3 separate regions of the Mus musculus genome follow, and regions 2 and 3 are each linked to region 1. Evidence: chromatin contacts called from public promoter capture Hi-C data. All regions are on one chromosome and are shown on one strand. Each heading gives the region's core, a stretch centred on a gene start, on an enhancer-like site or on the middle of the called end of the contact. The rest is flanking DNA. Distances are from core to core; before and after follow the strand shown. Region 1 holds the start of Robo4 (roundabout guidance receptor 4). Region 2 holds the start of Pknox2 (Pbx/knotted 1 homeobox 2). Region 3 overlaps Siae (sialic acid acetylesterase).

Region 1 (5,139 bases), core at 1,059-3,558:
AGAGCAACGATAATGGACTAGGGAGCTCATGGCAGCCCTAATCTGAGCTCTGGGTGTTTTCTGGGACCTCTGTCTCACCTTCCAGCTGAGCCACACGGATGGCCCAGGCTTGGGACCTTTTACAGGTTCGGGGTTTAGCAGGGTCACATTTTCCAGCTGAATGCGAACAGCCAGAAGCTCTAGATGTTCCTTGTGGTCCTGGGATTCTGTGGAGGAACACAGGACTGGGATGGAGTAGTGGAACATACCTTCATCGTGGACAAACTTGGCTCCCAGAGTTTTCAGCTCTGGAGTATTCCTATGCCCATTTGGCCTCATCACTTGGACCCCAAACTCCATACCTGGTGACCACACTAACTGGAGTCTCCTACCTTACCTTGAACTTTGAGTGTGGGGTTAAGTGCGTGTTTATATGCATGTATGTGAGTAAGCGTTGACAACAGAGTCTTCCCTTATTATTGATCTCTATCTTATTTTTTGAGACAAGGTCTTTCACTGAACTTGGAACTCACTGTGTAGACTAGACTGTCTGGTTAGCTTCTGGGATTCACCTGTCTGTTCTCCACATCGGCACTGGGATGATCGACATTCACTGTCACACTCTGCTTTTATATGAGTGCTGGAGAACTTGACTCTTCACGTATGTGAAGCCAGCACCTTACCCACAGAGTTCTCTCCTGAGCCCTTATTAGATTGTAGATGACTCCTGTCCTTACCCTGGATAGACACCCTGGCTGCTCGGCTCTCCCGTTGCCCAGCATTGTTGGTGGCCATACACATATAGGTCCCCGAGTCATTCTTCTCTGCTCTTGACACCATCAGGGAATCCCCAGATACCTGTCAGGTTCAGATACTCCATGAAGTCTTCAATTTGAGAAGCTTAGAGGTTGGAGGGTGGGTCAGTTGCTCAATGTGCCCAGGACAGGATGATGTATGGGCAAAGGAGTTCCCAGGATTGGGGTTCACTCACTGTGCGCCTCCCTGGCTGGAGGACCAGGGGTTTCCCGTCTTTCCACCATGAGACCGAGGGTTTTGGGTAGCCCCAGGGAGGACCACACTCAAGAACCAAGCTCTCTCCCACCACGGCCACTGTGTCCCGAGGTTGGATCTGGAAGTCCTCCTGGAGGACTATTGGGAAGTCAGCAAATCAGCAGGAAGCACGTCTACCCACCCTGAGTCCTTCTAACATCCTAACATGGATGGCTTATCCGAACATGCTTACCCAATTCTGCTCTACCACTTCCTTGCCCCTCTATCTCTAGTTTAACCTAGTTCTCCATCCCAAGACCCTCAGTCCCTGCCTCCCTTCACAGACAGACTCTCGTATTTCCCTGGACACAAGCATCTCAGCCTAACTCTGCTTCCCCCTGGGCCTACCCTCCCAAGCCTCACCAGCCACAGACAGCCTAGCACCCCGGCTCACTGCTGTGCCCAGCCGGTTGCTGGCCTCACATGTGTAGACACCCAGGATTGCTGAGAGGATGTTCTGGTCATCTTGTGGCCGTCCCTGGACAGAGGGCCGATGTAACAGGAGGGTCCCATCCGGCAAAAGGTAATGTAGGTCTGGGGTGGCCATGCTGAGGGGCTGCCCATTCAGCAGCCAGCGGATAGTGGGAGGTGGTTGGCCGGATGATCTGCACCTCATCTTGGCTGGGCCAGAGCCCTGAAGTAGCTGGTCCTGGGGGTGAACTAGGATCTGGGGTGGAGAATCCAGAGCCTCACCTCCTAAGAGGGAAAGAGAGACTCCTGTACTGCACCCCTTCTATGTCTTGTGTAGGAATCTGTAGTCTTGTGTAGGCTTATCTTACTGAACATTTATTTCCAAATAAGAAGCTAACTAGGAGGGGAGAAGGTCTGAGTCCATAGGTCAAGATCTGCATAGCTCTTTCTCTGTTGCACGCACACACACACACACACACACTCTCTCTCTCTCTCTCTCTCTCTCTCTCTCTCTCTCTCTCTCTCTCTCTCTCTCAACCCCCATCTTTGTCTCTGATACTTCACTGCTAACTAGAAGAAAGGCACCAGACAACAGAGATGCTCCTTTGTCCTGCTGGCTTTGGATCCAGACCGTGGATCCTGCCATGAATCCAGGAGCGTGGGTTAGGAGAGGGAGGGCCCTACTCACCCATGATGAAAAGCAGCAGCAGAGGCAGAGGCCACTCCGTCCCCAGGAGGCCCGTTCCTCCAGAGCCCATGGCTGCTCTCGGCTCCTCTCCTTGTCCCATACACTTTTGTCCGGTTGTTCTGAGCTCACAGCAGTAAGGGAAGAAAGGGAGGGGTGGGGTGGTGGTAGTTGTTTGTGACTGAGACTCTGTCCCAGTAGGGAAGCAGCTTTGAGGAAACGGATGCTTCCTGCCTGGCCCTCATGCCTTAGAGAACTGGGAGGGGACCAGAGGTGAGAAACTCTCTGACCTCTACACTTCAGCTGTAATCCCCGGGATGCTAACTGCAGGCTAAGGGTTTACTTCATGTCTGAGTTAGGGTTTCTTAAATGAAATCCTCACACTGATCCCAATTGTACCCATACAATCTGCCAACTCCACAGCTCTGTTCAAAGCATATGTTTAATCTTGGTCTCTATCGGCTTTTTCCCATTAGCCAGCCACCTAATAGAGGAGGAGGAAGACCAGAGGTTGAGCCTCAGACATAGGAGTAAGGAGCTGAAGATAGAGTCCAAAGGGCTTACAGGCCAAGAAAGCAAGGGGCACATGGGGGTCAGGAGGTAGCAAGTGTCTATCTCTGGTCCAATCCCCAGGAGCAGGTAGACTGAGTCTTGGGAGGCTAGAAAGTAGGAATGACTCAGAACCTTAAGCTTTGAAAACCCATGGACTAGCTGGGCAGTGGTGGCACACGCCTTTAATCCCAGCACTTGGGAGGCAGAGGCAGGCGGATTTCTGAGTTCAAGGCCAGCCTGGTCTACAGAGTGAGGTCCAGGACAGCCAGGGCTACACAGAGAAACCCTGTCTCAAAAAAGAAAAGAAGAAAAGAAAAAGAAAACCCATGGACTATGTACGCATTTTCATCAAAAGATTTGGAAATGATGTCTGTGGGCTCTTGGGCAGATTCCTTCATCCTCAAAGCCAGTTTTCATACCTGTAAAATGGGGATATTAATAATAGACACCACCTTCAGATCCAGAGTAAAACTGGAATGAGATTAGGCATGAGATAGACTAGGTATGGACACAGGGGTATCACCTGTGTTTTTGTGCACATCCCACCACTGAAACTCTCTGAAGCATCATCAGTGGGATGGGTTCTAGGATTGGGGAAGATGGTCGTAATGAAGCCTTCCAAGGCTGGCCTGGTCTGACACCTGTCTTCTATGGCTACATAGCACACAACCTACACAACAACTAAGCTGACTGTATTGGCTCCTCCCTGAAACCCAGAGAGACTGCCTTCTCCTCAGAGCCCAGCTCCTGTTTACCAGTCTCTTCCTTCCAAATCTGGAATCTCAGCCATTTCCTAGAGCTGTTCACAGAAGGCCAAGGCCAGGCTCTGAGCTTCAGCGGAAAAGCGTGCAGGCTTTGTTCTTCATTGTTCTGGCCAGCTTGTCTGGAGGCCCCTAACACAGCTGACCCTTCTCCCTTCCTCCCCCTCCCTGTTGGGTTTCAGGAACAGCATCAGCCCTAACCACTGGACTTCTGTGCTTCATCTCTTTCTGTCTCCTGAGACAAACTAAGACTGATTAAGACAGGATTAATGGGGGAAAAAAAAAAACCTTAAAAACACTACAGTCTTTACAAACTGAGTGAGTCTGTGGGCTACAGAATAGAAGTGAATAGAGTGACTATAAAAAGAAGGGTGGAAATTGGTGTCAGGCTAGACTTTGGGATTTTAGGAATGGAAGCACTTGGTGGCACATGGCTGAAATCCTAGCATACAGAGGATCATGAATTTGGTCTAGTCCAGGCTGGACCCTGTCTCAAACAAAACAAAACGAACCAAAACAAAACAAAAACAACAACAACAAAAAAAAATAAAGCAAAGCAAAAATGGAAGCACGAAGGGTGTTGTTAGCCAAGTCTGTGCCTTCTTCTGTGTGGAGGGTGTATGATGTCAGATGGGTGAAAGGGACATTTATATGGCTGAAGTCAGCCAAAGACGAGACAGGAAAGGGTGGGCAGGCAGTTTCAATGAACCTGGGATTTCCCAGGTACACAGGGTCCAAGAATGGCCAAGTTCCACAAGAATGCTATTGCTGACAACAGTCCCTTTTCAGTCTCTTTTGCTTCTACTTATGAGAATTCAGCAAGTTCTCAGCTAGTGTTCCAACACCAACTTGATTTTATTCAGTTTCTATGATCCAGAAAGATGGTATATATTTTCCTCAAAAGAAAACACTTGTCGGTCTCAAAGGAGCCCAGATTCATCCCCCCAGCTTCTTGCTCAGCTGAGTAGAAAGAGCAGCAGAGCAGACAGGCAGGGAGTAGGGGGTGGTGTAACATAGGACTGGAACCCAGAGTCCATGGCAATGGGAGAGTACCTGTGACTACATGTCCTGTCCCATACTTAAAGTTCAATATTCTGAAGAGCCACCTGCTGAGAACTGAAGCCGACCAGAAGGAGGAACATCGACTGTGAACCATTGCTACAGGACATGAAGCCTCCAAATGCATCCAGGCAAACTCAGGGATACACATTCATTTCCAGTACTACGATTGTCTCATTTCCACAGGCTAAGGAAGAGCCTACCACATGAGTCATGGGGGGGGGGGTGTGGGTGCATGGGAGCCACCTCCTGTCTGTTTCTATTTCGGGGAAGTTTTCTACTTTAGGGGTCTGGTGACATGCAAGCCCCGTGGCCGTTTAAATTGTACCTTTCTGCACCCCTGGTTCTAGTATTTTGTGAGTAGTTTATTTTTGGCTGTTTGCAAGAGAGAGAAGAGAGGAAAAGAACCAGGTACCCTTCTGGGTGGTCCTTCAGAGCAAATTTCTCTTTAAGTCAGGATCCTTGCTTCTCTGGATTCCTGTAGCATGTTTTATGCAGCTGAGGATTCCTCTCCAAGCTATCAGGGTCAAAAGGCAAACTTAGGTGGTATTTGAAGCCAGATGCAGATAAGTGTCTATTCTTCTGAACAAGTGACCTGAAATAAGTTGTGTAACCCCTCTGAGGTCATTTCTTCACCTATGA
Region 2 (5,139 bases), core at 701-3,200, 250 kb after region 1:
AGTAAAGGATATTACTGGCTAATGTGCTATTTGAAAAGACTCCACAAGTCAATCGTTGATGTCCATGGGTCTGATGTCTTAAAGAACAAGTTGACATCGGAATTGTACTTTAGAAAATGAGGACTGTGGTAAGTATGAGTGGGTAGTATATGGCTTTTGTCTGTATGCTCACTGGCACTTCTCTGATGAACTAAGTATTTACTATCAGCCCATTCTCCATCTGAATCTACTGGCCAGCAACCTCCAAAGGAGAGCAACCCCTTCTCCAGAGGTCCCTGGCAGAGTCAAAGGGATCGCTCCTCTCCCAGTCTATGCAATGCATTTCCCTCTGCGACTTTATGGCAGGCTGACCTCCAGCCTCTGGGTCAGTGAGTCTGGTGTTTCTGTACTACATAAAAAGGGCAAGTGGATTCATTATTATTATATTATTATACAATGTGAAATATATACTAGCAATTATGCTGTCAGGAGCCACAGTCTTTGACCACAGATCAGAGGTTGGGGTGACATAACTCTACCTAGTGAAAGTCTTTAGGGAGTCCATGGGAAGATGTTTCAACCCCATCTGTAGCAGTGGATCTATAGGTGAAAGCCCCCTCCCCGTCCCACAGGAACATTGCAGGTGAATGTGGAGTTGCTGGCAGGACCTGGATAAAGAGCACATCTGGAATGTGATGCAGACGTCTCTGAGCCTTTGGATCTAATGATACTTCTCATTTTTGCCGGAATCCGAGGCAGGGGAGGAATGACCCAGAGGCTTGGAATGGAGCAAAGGGTAACCTCCCTCTGCTGGGGTTAGATCCTTTTCTGGGAACCTGACTGTCTGGATTCCCTCTTAGCTTTTCCTTAACTTTCAGTGACTTTGTTTAGGCTTCAGCCAGGCTCCTTTCCTGGTGTGAGAGTCACAGGATTCATTGTCACCTGCCTGTGGCCTGAAACCGCTTCTCAAGGGGGGCAGAAGGGATTCTCTGGTCCTCTGTGTAGGAGCTGAGCCAGTCTGCATCCTGAGTGGCTGAGCCTATACTTGGCACTCAGTAGGAAAGTCATCTTTGTTGACTAAATGGAGACATGCATGGTTGCACTGGCTTGATTTGGCTTTTCATTGTAGAAGTGACTTGGGTGAGGAGCCTGTTTGGTGTATGGAACAGATTGGACCACCCCAGCAAGCCCAAGCTGAAACAGTACTCCCCTCACCTTACGGTGCCCAGCCTCCGGGACACACTGGCTGGCTAAGCAGTTTTAAGAATGAAACAGCAGTGGCTTCCAAGCACTTGCCTGACATTTGCCAAGGGATAGCTTCTGATAAGGCTCTTTCCCTTGTTATCTTGCCCCTGAACCACCCCATCAACCCTCGGATGAACCAAGCGTCAGAGGAAGCCTACAGCAGGGGGAAAAAAAAAAGCTCTTGAGACCAGGGATAACTAACCACCTGAGCACCTTTGCTGGGGCCAAGGTAATGAGAATTATTCAAATGCAATCATAAAAATGAGGCCAGCCGGGCAGGAATGGGGTGGGGGTGTGATGGAGAGAACGTTTCTTGCCAGTTTGAAGATTCCTATTTTCTTGGGGTTCTCTTGAGGTACACAGAAAATTTCACCTCCTCTCAATCTCTTCAGCACCTGGTGTCTTGGAACTCGTCACCAGTTGATCGCTAAGGAGGACACCGGGTAGGGGTGCGCCTGCATTTCTGGGGTTCACTGCATCACCTCTGTCAGGCAACCCCCAGGTCTGGGCGCCTGCTGCCTCTCTCCAGCAGCAAGCAGGCCAGAGCCTGATGTCTGAGCCGAGCCTCCAGTAGAGGGAGACACTCTAGCAGCTCCTCGCCTGGGAAGCGGCCGGGTCCAGGAGTGGGTGGGGGCTATGGGGGGGGGGGAGAAAGGGGGAGTGGGGAGAGGGGAGGTGTGCGCGCGCGGGGAGGGGGGGGGAGGGAGTCCGGGGGGCGGGTCCCTGTGCCGCTGACGTCCCGAGCAGTGCTGGGAAGTATAGGCTGTGTTGTCACGCCGGTGTCAGTCTGATGAAGATTGGCATCAGGTAAGCTGTCATTCATTTCCATGTCAGAGACGCTTTTGCAGGCGGCGGCGGCGGCGGCGGCTGCTGCTGCGGGCGGCTGCCTCAGAGCGCGTGTGTTTTATTCCAGTCCCCAAGCCAGAGTATTATTCATTGCGACAGGGCAAGGAGGAGAGAGGGAGAGAGGGAGGCAGCAGGGAGGAGAGAGAGGGAGGCAGCAGGGAGGAGGGAGGCAGGGAGCAGAGAGGGACGGCGGGAGCGTGCAGAGAGAAGCTGGGGAAGCGCCGGGAGAGCGCGGAGCGAAGCCGCGCGAGGGGAGGCGAGGCTGGGCGAGGAGGCGGCGAGAAGCGCGCGGCCCACCCGCTCCCGGACCCGGCCGGTGCGCAGCTCCGTGCCCGCCTCGCTGCCGCCGCCTCGCCCCGCTCCCCTCTGGCCCAGGGCCGGGCGTGCATTGTTTGCGGTCGCAAGCAGCTGGGCAGCGGACTCAGAGCGCAGCGGCCCTAGAGCCTGTAGCGGGCGGGCTGGAAGCCGTGCACCCGGAGCTTCCCGGGACTCGAGCCCAGGGACGAGCGCGTCGGCCGGAGTCCCTGCGCAGGCGGCTCCTGGCTAGGCGCTCGGTGGGGGCGAGGCTGGGAACTGCGGGCGGGCTTCGGTTCTCCTTTCCCGGGCTCCAGGAGCCCTGTGGCTGGAGCTTCCTAGGTGTCACCAGCCCCGAGCTGCCTTCGAGTGGTTGGAAGCGGGAGCAGCCCTAGCCTGCGGCCGGGTGGCTGGAGTCAAGCAGTGGCGGCCGCGTCCTGCCCGGCCCGGGGAGGCAGGGAGAGTAGAGGTTTACCGGAGGATCAGTGGGGACAGGGGAACATGTGTGTGTGTGTGTGTATGTATGTGTGTGTGTATGGGGGGGGGGGAGGTGTTAGTCAGAGAAACCAGAACCCGAGGGGCGACGCTCAGGGACTCTAACTAGGAGTAGGAGGAGAATTTGTAGGGTCACTGGCTCTCTACGTATTGTTGGGTCTTTTGGGCGGGGAGGGGAGGATTAGGGGTCCTTGGCGAAGAGCTAGAAGATAAATTCGTAAAAGGGGGGGAGGTGGGCACGGAAAGCGTCCCGAGAAGAAAGCCGATGGGGATGGGGCAGGGTCCTGAATGTGCCGCGCGAAGTTTCTGTTTCTTTCGGGTTAGGCTGGCTTCCAAAGCCAAGGAAGAAACGAGCGCAGTGGGCCGCGCTGTCTGGAGAGTCCTTCACAGGGCAGCCAGGGTTCCCGCGCGGTCGGAAGACGCGGGTTGGGAGTGGGAGGGGGATGCGGATCAGCCCCTTAAAGGAGGGCTGGGTTTTGGAGCAGGCTAGAGTTTGGGTTGCAGGAATCAAGCTGTTTTCAGAATAGGGACAGATGGGCCGCTGTGTAGTTTACATGCCGGCAAAGACAGAGGGCTGGAGTTAGGCGCCGGGGCCCCGATTACCTCCGAGGCTTGACTCCGGAGCCGGTGACGTTGTTTTAGAACTGACACTCGGGATCAGGATATTGAAATGTAGGAAGAATTGCGCGTCCAGGTTCTTACAGCGTGTGGGAGGAAAAGCTTTTATGTAGGCAAGAAAAGTAGTTGATTCCAGCCGTGGTGAGCGAGCCCCGAACGTCTGCTGCTTCTCCCCCTAAAGCGAATCTTGCGGATGAGAGGATCTGGGTGCACAGGGCTGAAACCTAGGAGAAAGACTCTGGAAGGTACACAAAAATAGTGATTCAGTACGAAGTGACCGGGTAGCATCATCCGGGTCCGAGTGGAGCCAAGGAGCTGGCCCTGCAGAGTCAGCAGGCTCTGGGAGTCACTTGCGGTCTGTGGCCTCAGCGTGGCGGGGTGGTTGCTGGTGGCCCGCCGGGACAGTGGTAGGCGACGCAGGCAAGGGGGCCACTAGTAGAGAGGTGCTACTGGGGCTTAAGGAATCGTGGCTGCCGCCAAAGGAAAGACATTCCCGAACTCCGGAGTCCTCATCGGATCTGCCGCCTGTTTATCTGCAAGCGATGCTTGCTTCGTCCAGGGCAATGTCGAAGAGCGCACAGGCCGGCCCATACCGGCAAGGTTCTATCCTAGAGGGAGGAGGAAGTTCGGGGTTTCCTTACCCTCACATATGTTATCTTGGGACTTCTCCAGGCTGTTGGCTTTCTGGAATTCAAATGCTCTTCAACTGGTAGAATCCAAGATAACAAGCTTAAACGGATTTAAACATCCGCCCCCCCACACACCCCCCTCCCAAATCTCAGAAATGATGGTGTTCAAAAGCAACATGGTTTTATCCCAAACTCTAGCCCCTTTGCCCTCCCACTCTGCCTTCTGACCTTCCCGTGGCCCCTGGACCTTGATGCAAATGCACGCATGTGTGTATGCCTGTAGGTAGGTGTGGGGTGTCTCTTATTTAGGGGCTCGTATCTCATACTCAAACTACTTCCTCAAGGCTCGGGCCTAGCTCACCAGTGGGTGGAGTGGAGGGGTCCTAAAGAAGGAAAGAGCAGATTGGGGAGAAGGAGGGTTGAAGATGTTACATTCTGGACATTTAGATAAAGAGTAAGGTTGAGGGATGGATGTAAGTGTGTGTGTGTGTGTGTGTGTGTGTGTGTGTGTGTGTGTGTTGGGAGTTGATTTTCTCTGTGCATGATTTCTCTGTGCACCGTGAATTGAGAAAGCCAGCCAGTCCTTTGGGGCACTGAAGCCGCAGGACCCAAGAATGGCCACCGCGGCCGGGGGCGCGGCGACCGCTACCAGGAGCTGTTGTTTTCCAGACTTGGAATTCCTGAGCGCTCTTCTCCAGCCCTGAGCTGAGCGGGGGAGGGAGCCGTGACCCCACGGAGACTCCCCGGTCACCGCCTCCCTTTTGTGAGATCGAAAGGCATGAAAGCCTAGAGAAAGAGGATCTGCAGGGAATGAGGGCCAGGGGGTTACTCGAGGGAGATGGGCCTAGCAACAACCACAGTAAAATGCTTAGCGCAAATCGCAGCGAAGTGTACCCAACTCGAGACTGGCTGTTTTATGACCCTTTCTAGGAGTTTACTGCTCTGTGCTTTTAAGTCTATAGATTGCTTTAAGTTAATGAAAGTGCGGCTTTCAAAGGGGCCTTTTTATTGTGCGGCAGCGACAAATCTAGTA
Region 3 (5,139 bases), core at 828-3,327, 230 kb before region 1:
CCTCCTCCTCCTCTTCCTCCTCCTCCTCCTTCCAGAAACCTTCCCAAAGTGAAACAGACAGTGCTCACGAGCACAGAGCATACCTATTCATCTCCATTTGCATATAGCATTGGTATTTGTTTGTCTGTTTGTTTTTCTAACTAGTTCTTTCTCTTCTGAAATATTCTTCCCACCCAGCTTTTCCCAAGCAGGCACACTAACATAGTTTTAAATATGTACTTATACAGTCATTCTTCCTGTCTGGCAGTTTACTTTTGAGGAAAGAGAGCACAGTGGCTAGGAAGAACCCAGGCGTTGGAGCCAGTCTGGCCTACTTGACTAGTCCTGTTCACAAGCCAGGTCCTGAATCTTCTCTGGGACTTGGTGTCTCTAACTATGGAATAGCAGCAACATCTACACTTTAGGGATGTGTTTCAAAAACTAGATGAATTAGTGCAAATAAAGACCCTAGAACGGTACCCTCCATAGAAAGCTGTCAGCACGCACTTAGCTACTGCTGTTACTGAGTTAAACGAATATAAAACCCTCTTGACTTGTTCCCAGATGACTGTAGATGCTCACGACAACACTTGCCCTGCGCATGAATCCATTTACTCAGAACAAATGTGGGCATTCAGCACACACTTACCTAAAAGGACATGAGGACTCCTCACTGTTACATTCATTCCTCATGGGCTTTATCTCGGGCTGACCAACTCTTTCATCCCTTGTATTAGGGACTCCACAGGCTTTCAGTGTCCTTCTAGATGACCAGACTTCAATGTACGTCCCACCCCAACTGGAGGAGACCAACCCAATGGGATATTGCAGAGTGTCATACAGGTAACGCCCAAAGAGCCAGCACACCGCAGACATGTAAGTGAAATTTCCATGGCCCAAGTTTCCTGTGCAGAGAAACAGTTATAGGGAAAGTCAAGAGAAAAGAAGAGGGGTGCCAACTGGGGCTGTGGCATGAGTGGAGCCAGCAGTGGGCTCCTTTCTAAGACCTTCAGATGCAGGGTAAGATGAGGGCTAAGATACAAGATACAGCCCAGAATAAAGCGTGACTTCCAAAGCTCCCCAAAGGAGAAACAGCTTTTCCACAGGGGAAAATTACAGTGTTCGTGACAGTTTCCCATGATTGCTCTTCAGTTTGCTTGTTTGTTTGTTTGTTTTTTTTTTCATTTGCTCAAACTGCTTTTTGCCATAATGAGGAAGCAAGAGCTCTCAGTCTGGCATGGAGGCAAATGGAAACAACTGTGTCGTAGTCTGAACATAAATAATTTGCTTATATAATCAGGGATCCAAAACTCTCAGCAGGTTTTGCAGAACCCCAGGCCCTCAGGTGCATCGGAATTCAGGAACTCTAAGTCCTCCTCAGTAGATAAGTGGTACAAAGCCTGTAAGGTCCCTGCCGCCCTTAACTCACTTAAGGGAGGCAGCCAGTAGGTAGAAGATGTGGGGGTTTTTTTTCTGGGTGGTGTTATGATAAATTCCATAGCTGAAGTAATGAAAATATGGACACATAAGTGCTGAGGAATGCAGCAAAAAGGGAAACACAGCAACCATAACCAGTTTTGCTTTCACCAGTCTAATTTATTTCAACTGTTCATATTACCCAGGAACCAACACAAGCTGGTGTATGTGAGCTCCATACTAGAGGAAGTTGACAAGGGGAGGGGAAGGTAGAAATACACACAGAGATGGGATCAATTCAAATTAGTACTTAGTAAAAGTCTACTATACAGGAGGCACTCTGTTTAGTCCTGAAAAGGATCCAAACCCAAGAAGCGCAATAGGAGAAAATCAAATCAATTTCCGACAAATTAGAATTAACTGAGCACCTACTATGTATCCAGAACTACACAGTGGTTGAGATATAGCAATGAAAGAGACACAAAGAGTCTCTCCTCATAAATTCTAAAGCTTACTGAATAGGTCAACTGATGAGCTAAATAAAATAAATGGCAAAGTACAGTATCTTAAGGGATACGAACAAGTTTTAGCTGGAGTTAACAACAAAGAAAAACTAGTCAATGAAGTTCAGCCAAAGCCTGGTTTAGACTGACATCCTCCCTCTCTGTGCAGCCCTATTACATCACTTCCTGTAATATGAAGTTCAGTGTTTCCCTCTGTGGTGGTCTGAATAAGACGGGGCCCCATAGGCTCATATATTTGAATGCTTAGTTATCAGTTAGTTGAACTGTTTGGCAAAGATTAGGAGATGTGGCCTTGTTGTAGAAGGTATGCCACTAAGAGTGGGCTTTGAGGTTTCAAAGTCCCTGCCAAGCCCATTCTCATTCATTCCCATCCTCCGTTCCTTGCTCCCTCCCTCCCTCCCTCCTTCTCACCCTCTCTCCTTCCCCCTCCTTCTCCCTCCCGGCCCCCACCTATAAATCAGGATGTGGCTATCAGCTACATCTCCAGTACCATGCCTACCTGTGGCCACATCTCCTGCCATGATGATAATGGACTAACTCTCTGAAGCTGTAAACAAGCCCCCAATTAAATGTCATCTTCTATAGGTTGCCTTGGTCATGGTATCTCACAGCAATAGAACAGTATTTCTATTAGTTCTGGAGGGACTTCATCGCATTCATAACTGTGTCTCTAATATCATAGGAAACATGTGTATGTTATTGTTAGGTGGCTGTGAGTAGCTAAAGGTAGACCTACTAACTAGTAGGTAGAGGAGAAAGGTAACTTAAAAGGATAAAAAGTGGTTAGGAAACCAGAGGATAGACAAGGACTTGTTTATTTGTACATAAAGTATGTGTCTGCATGCACGCGTGCATGTATTTGTCAAGATGTGCAAGTATGTATGTGCACATATGTGGAAACCAGAGGACAAAGTCAGGTGTCTTCCTCTATCATCCTCTACCTCATTCATTCATTCATTCATTCATTCACTTTAAAATTGCCTCTCACTATTTATTCAGCTAGGCTGGCTGGCCAGTAACCCCCAGAGATCACTTTGTCTCTGCCTCCCCTGTGATGGAATTACAGATATATGCTGTCACATCTGCCTTTTAAATGAGTGCTGGGGTTCTGAATTCAGGTTCTGGTGCTTACATGGCAAGCCTTTACCTACAGAGTGAACTATGTTTTCCCAGGTAGTAGTGATGGTGATATCTGCCTCTAATCCCCTTTAATCCCCTTTATTCCTAGCACTTTGTAGGTAAAGACGGGCGAATAATCTCTTAAATTTGAGGCCAGCCTAATCTGTAGGAAGGAAGGAAGGAAGGAAGGAAGGAAGGAAGGAAGGGAGGGAGGGAGGGAGGGAGGGAGGGAGGGAGGGAGGGGAGGGGAGGGGAGGGGAGGGGAGGGGAGGGGAGGGGAGGGGAGGGGAGGAGAGGGGAGGTAGGAAAAACAGACCAAAACAAAAAGAGTGAACCCTGTGGGGGGCAGGAGAAGAATGAAACAAAAGATATTCCACATACTGTGAGGCCAGTGATGACGCTTGCTGAGAAGGGGGCTGGTTGTATTTGCCTTTGTCTTGTTTTGTGGAAATAAAGAACAAGGCTGAACCTTCACAGCAGGCACTGTGTGTCTGTCTACTTGCTGCGGTGTCCTTGGACTAGTGCACAGCCTGCTGTAGAGGAGGCAGAGCCATGAAATACGGATTCTGTGTTTCTCTCAGAGAGAGAAATGGAGAGTAAAGCCCGAGGGAAGACAGGAGGCCCTGAGAGGAGCTGGAGCAGATCTTGGTTCACTCGGAGAGGACAGTGAGACGTCCTCAGACACAGGCAGGGGAGTGGGGGAACACAGAGGGTTACCATGATGGAAGAAGACCCAGACCCACCTCATGTTGAACAGCATCCATACTGTTCTCAAAAAAAAAAAAAAAAGAAAGAAAGAAAAGAAAAGAAAAGAAAAGAAAAGAAAAGAAAAGAAAGGAAAGGAAAGGAAAGGAAAGGAAAGGAAAGGGAAAGGAAAAAGGGAAAGGAAAGGAAAGGAAAGGAAAGGAAAGGAAAGGAAAGGAAAGGAAAGGAAAGGAAAGGAAAGGAAAGGAAAGGGGAAAGGGGAAAGGGGAAAGGGGAAAGGGGAAAGGGGAAAGGGGAAAGGGGAAAGGGGAAAGGGGAAAGGGGAAAGGGGAAAGGGGAAAGGGGAAAGGGGAAAGGGGAAAGGGGAAAGGGGAAAGGGGAAAGGGGAAAGGGGAAAGGGGAAAGGGAAAAGGAAAAGGAAAAGGAAAAGGAAAAGGAAAAGGAAGTACCATTTCCTGAACTCAGTGGAGAAGATTCAGGCTGGGTTCTTGCGAAGAAAAATCTAACAGTGATCATCAGGAATGGAGTGGAAATTCAAAGGGAAAAAAAATACTTCTGTAATAATAAGTAGAACCAAATTCAGGGGCTACAGGTTCTACTTAAGTCACTAAGCCATTGCCTAAAGGAAGGCATGCTGAGGCACTCACGTACCTGCGGTGGGCTTGGACCATGACAGGTCAACCTCAGTAAGGTCATCCAACTCCTCCTCTGATTGGATGAGGGAGACAGAGAAGATGCGCACAGACTGGTAGGCAGCAGTGTCGGACAACTCCTTTGAGGCGTTAAAGATCTAGAGGAGAAATCCGAGGATCCATTAATCTGAAAGAGGTTAAACTGCCTTGCAGCTTCTCAGTACACACATCTGATCCACAGAATTCCTTCTGACATTTGGGTATGCTGAGAATAAGTGAATAACCAAAATCAGTAATGGGCTATACTGAACACCTGGATCTAGGTACTTTTGTCCAACAGAGACAATGAGATGAATCACATTCCAGAAGACAGTTCACAAACAATGAAACCTGTGATCTTCCACAGCAGGTCTATCCTGGACAAGAACAGCGGTATAAGGATGAGGCTAAAGAACACTATGAATTACATCACTATCCCATGGTTCCCCCATGGTTCTGGGGATTGAACCTAAAGCCTAGTGAATAGCAGGTAAACCCTTAACCACTATGCTATATCTCACAACCCACAGATTACTTTAACTTAAAACTAAAGGACGTGTTCCTCTCCTAACTGATAACATAAAAATAAAGCATTTGAATTAACAACGGTATTTAGGGAATCTCTGTGGAGACAACATAAAAGAGGCCGTGACTTATGTAATCTATATACCATACAAAAAACAAAAACAAAACAAAACAAACAAACAAACAAAAAAAACAGATCC

Evidence for each region. Promoter capture Hi-C pulls out the DNA fragments that hold promoters and counts their contacts.
Region 2: a contact with region 1 is called in a promoter capture Hi-C map of liver, with 2.5 times the contacts expected there. The contact joins the promoter of Pknox2 here to the promoter of Robo4 in region 1. A contact is called at or near these places in 1 of 39 promoter capture datasets (liver) and 2 of 9 other capture datasets (liver and pancreatic islet).
Region 3: a promoter capture Hi-C map of the HPC-7 cell line shows a contact between it and region 1. The contact joins the enhancer-like site here to the promoter of Robo4 in region 1. A contact is called at or near these places in 18 of 39 promoter capture datasets (3T3-L1-derived adipocytes, the C10 cell line, the HPC-7 cell line and 12 more), 3 of 15 datasets of contacts at CTCF or cohesin (embryonic stem cells and large pre-B cells), 23 of 484 Hi-C or Micro-C datasets (the 3T3-L1 cell line, 3T3-L1-derived adipocytes, the 4T1 cell line and 12 more), 13 of 115 datasets of contacts at active chromatin or transcription factors (craniofacial prominence, embryonic basal ganglia, embryonic forebrain and 7 more) and 3 of 9 other capture datasets (adipose tissue, liver and pancreatic islet).

What each region holds. Positions count from the first base shown.
Region 1 is chr9:37,399,141-37,404,279 of GRCm38.p6, reverse strand. It overlaps Robo4 (roundabout guidance receptor 4), which reads right to left and starts at 2,308. Exons shown (of 18, transcript NM_001309390.2): 1 at 2,129-2,308; 2 at 1,393-1,725; 3 at 971-1,128; 4 at 717-837; 5 at 79-206. The coding sequence starts at 2,198.
Region 2 is chr9:37,144,133-37,149,271 of GRCm38.p6, reverse strand. Pknox2 (Pbx/knotted 1 homeobox 2) reads left to right here and starts at 1,950. Exons shown (of 13, transcript NM_001029838.2): 1 at 1,950-2,031.
Region 3 is chr9:37,627,094-37,632,232 of GRCm38.p6, reverse strand. Siae (sialic acid acetylesterase) reads right to left here. Exons shown (of 10, transcript NM_011734.4): 4 at 4,395-4,533; 5 at 629-884. Among named protein-coding and RNA genes, the nearest start is that of Siae, 16 kb to the right of the region's middle. Within about 2 kb of position 2,077, at least 1 of the 459 cell types and tissues checked has an H3K27ac peak or open chromatin away from gene starts, as enhancers often do. A contact at or near this core is called in the HPC-7 cell line, where this site is marked.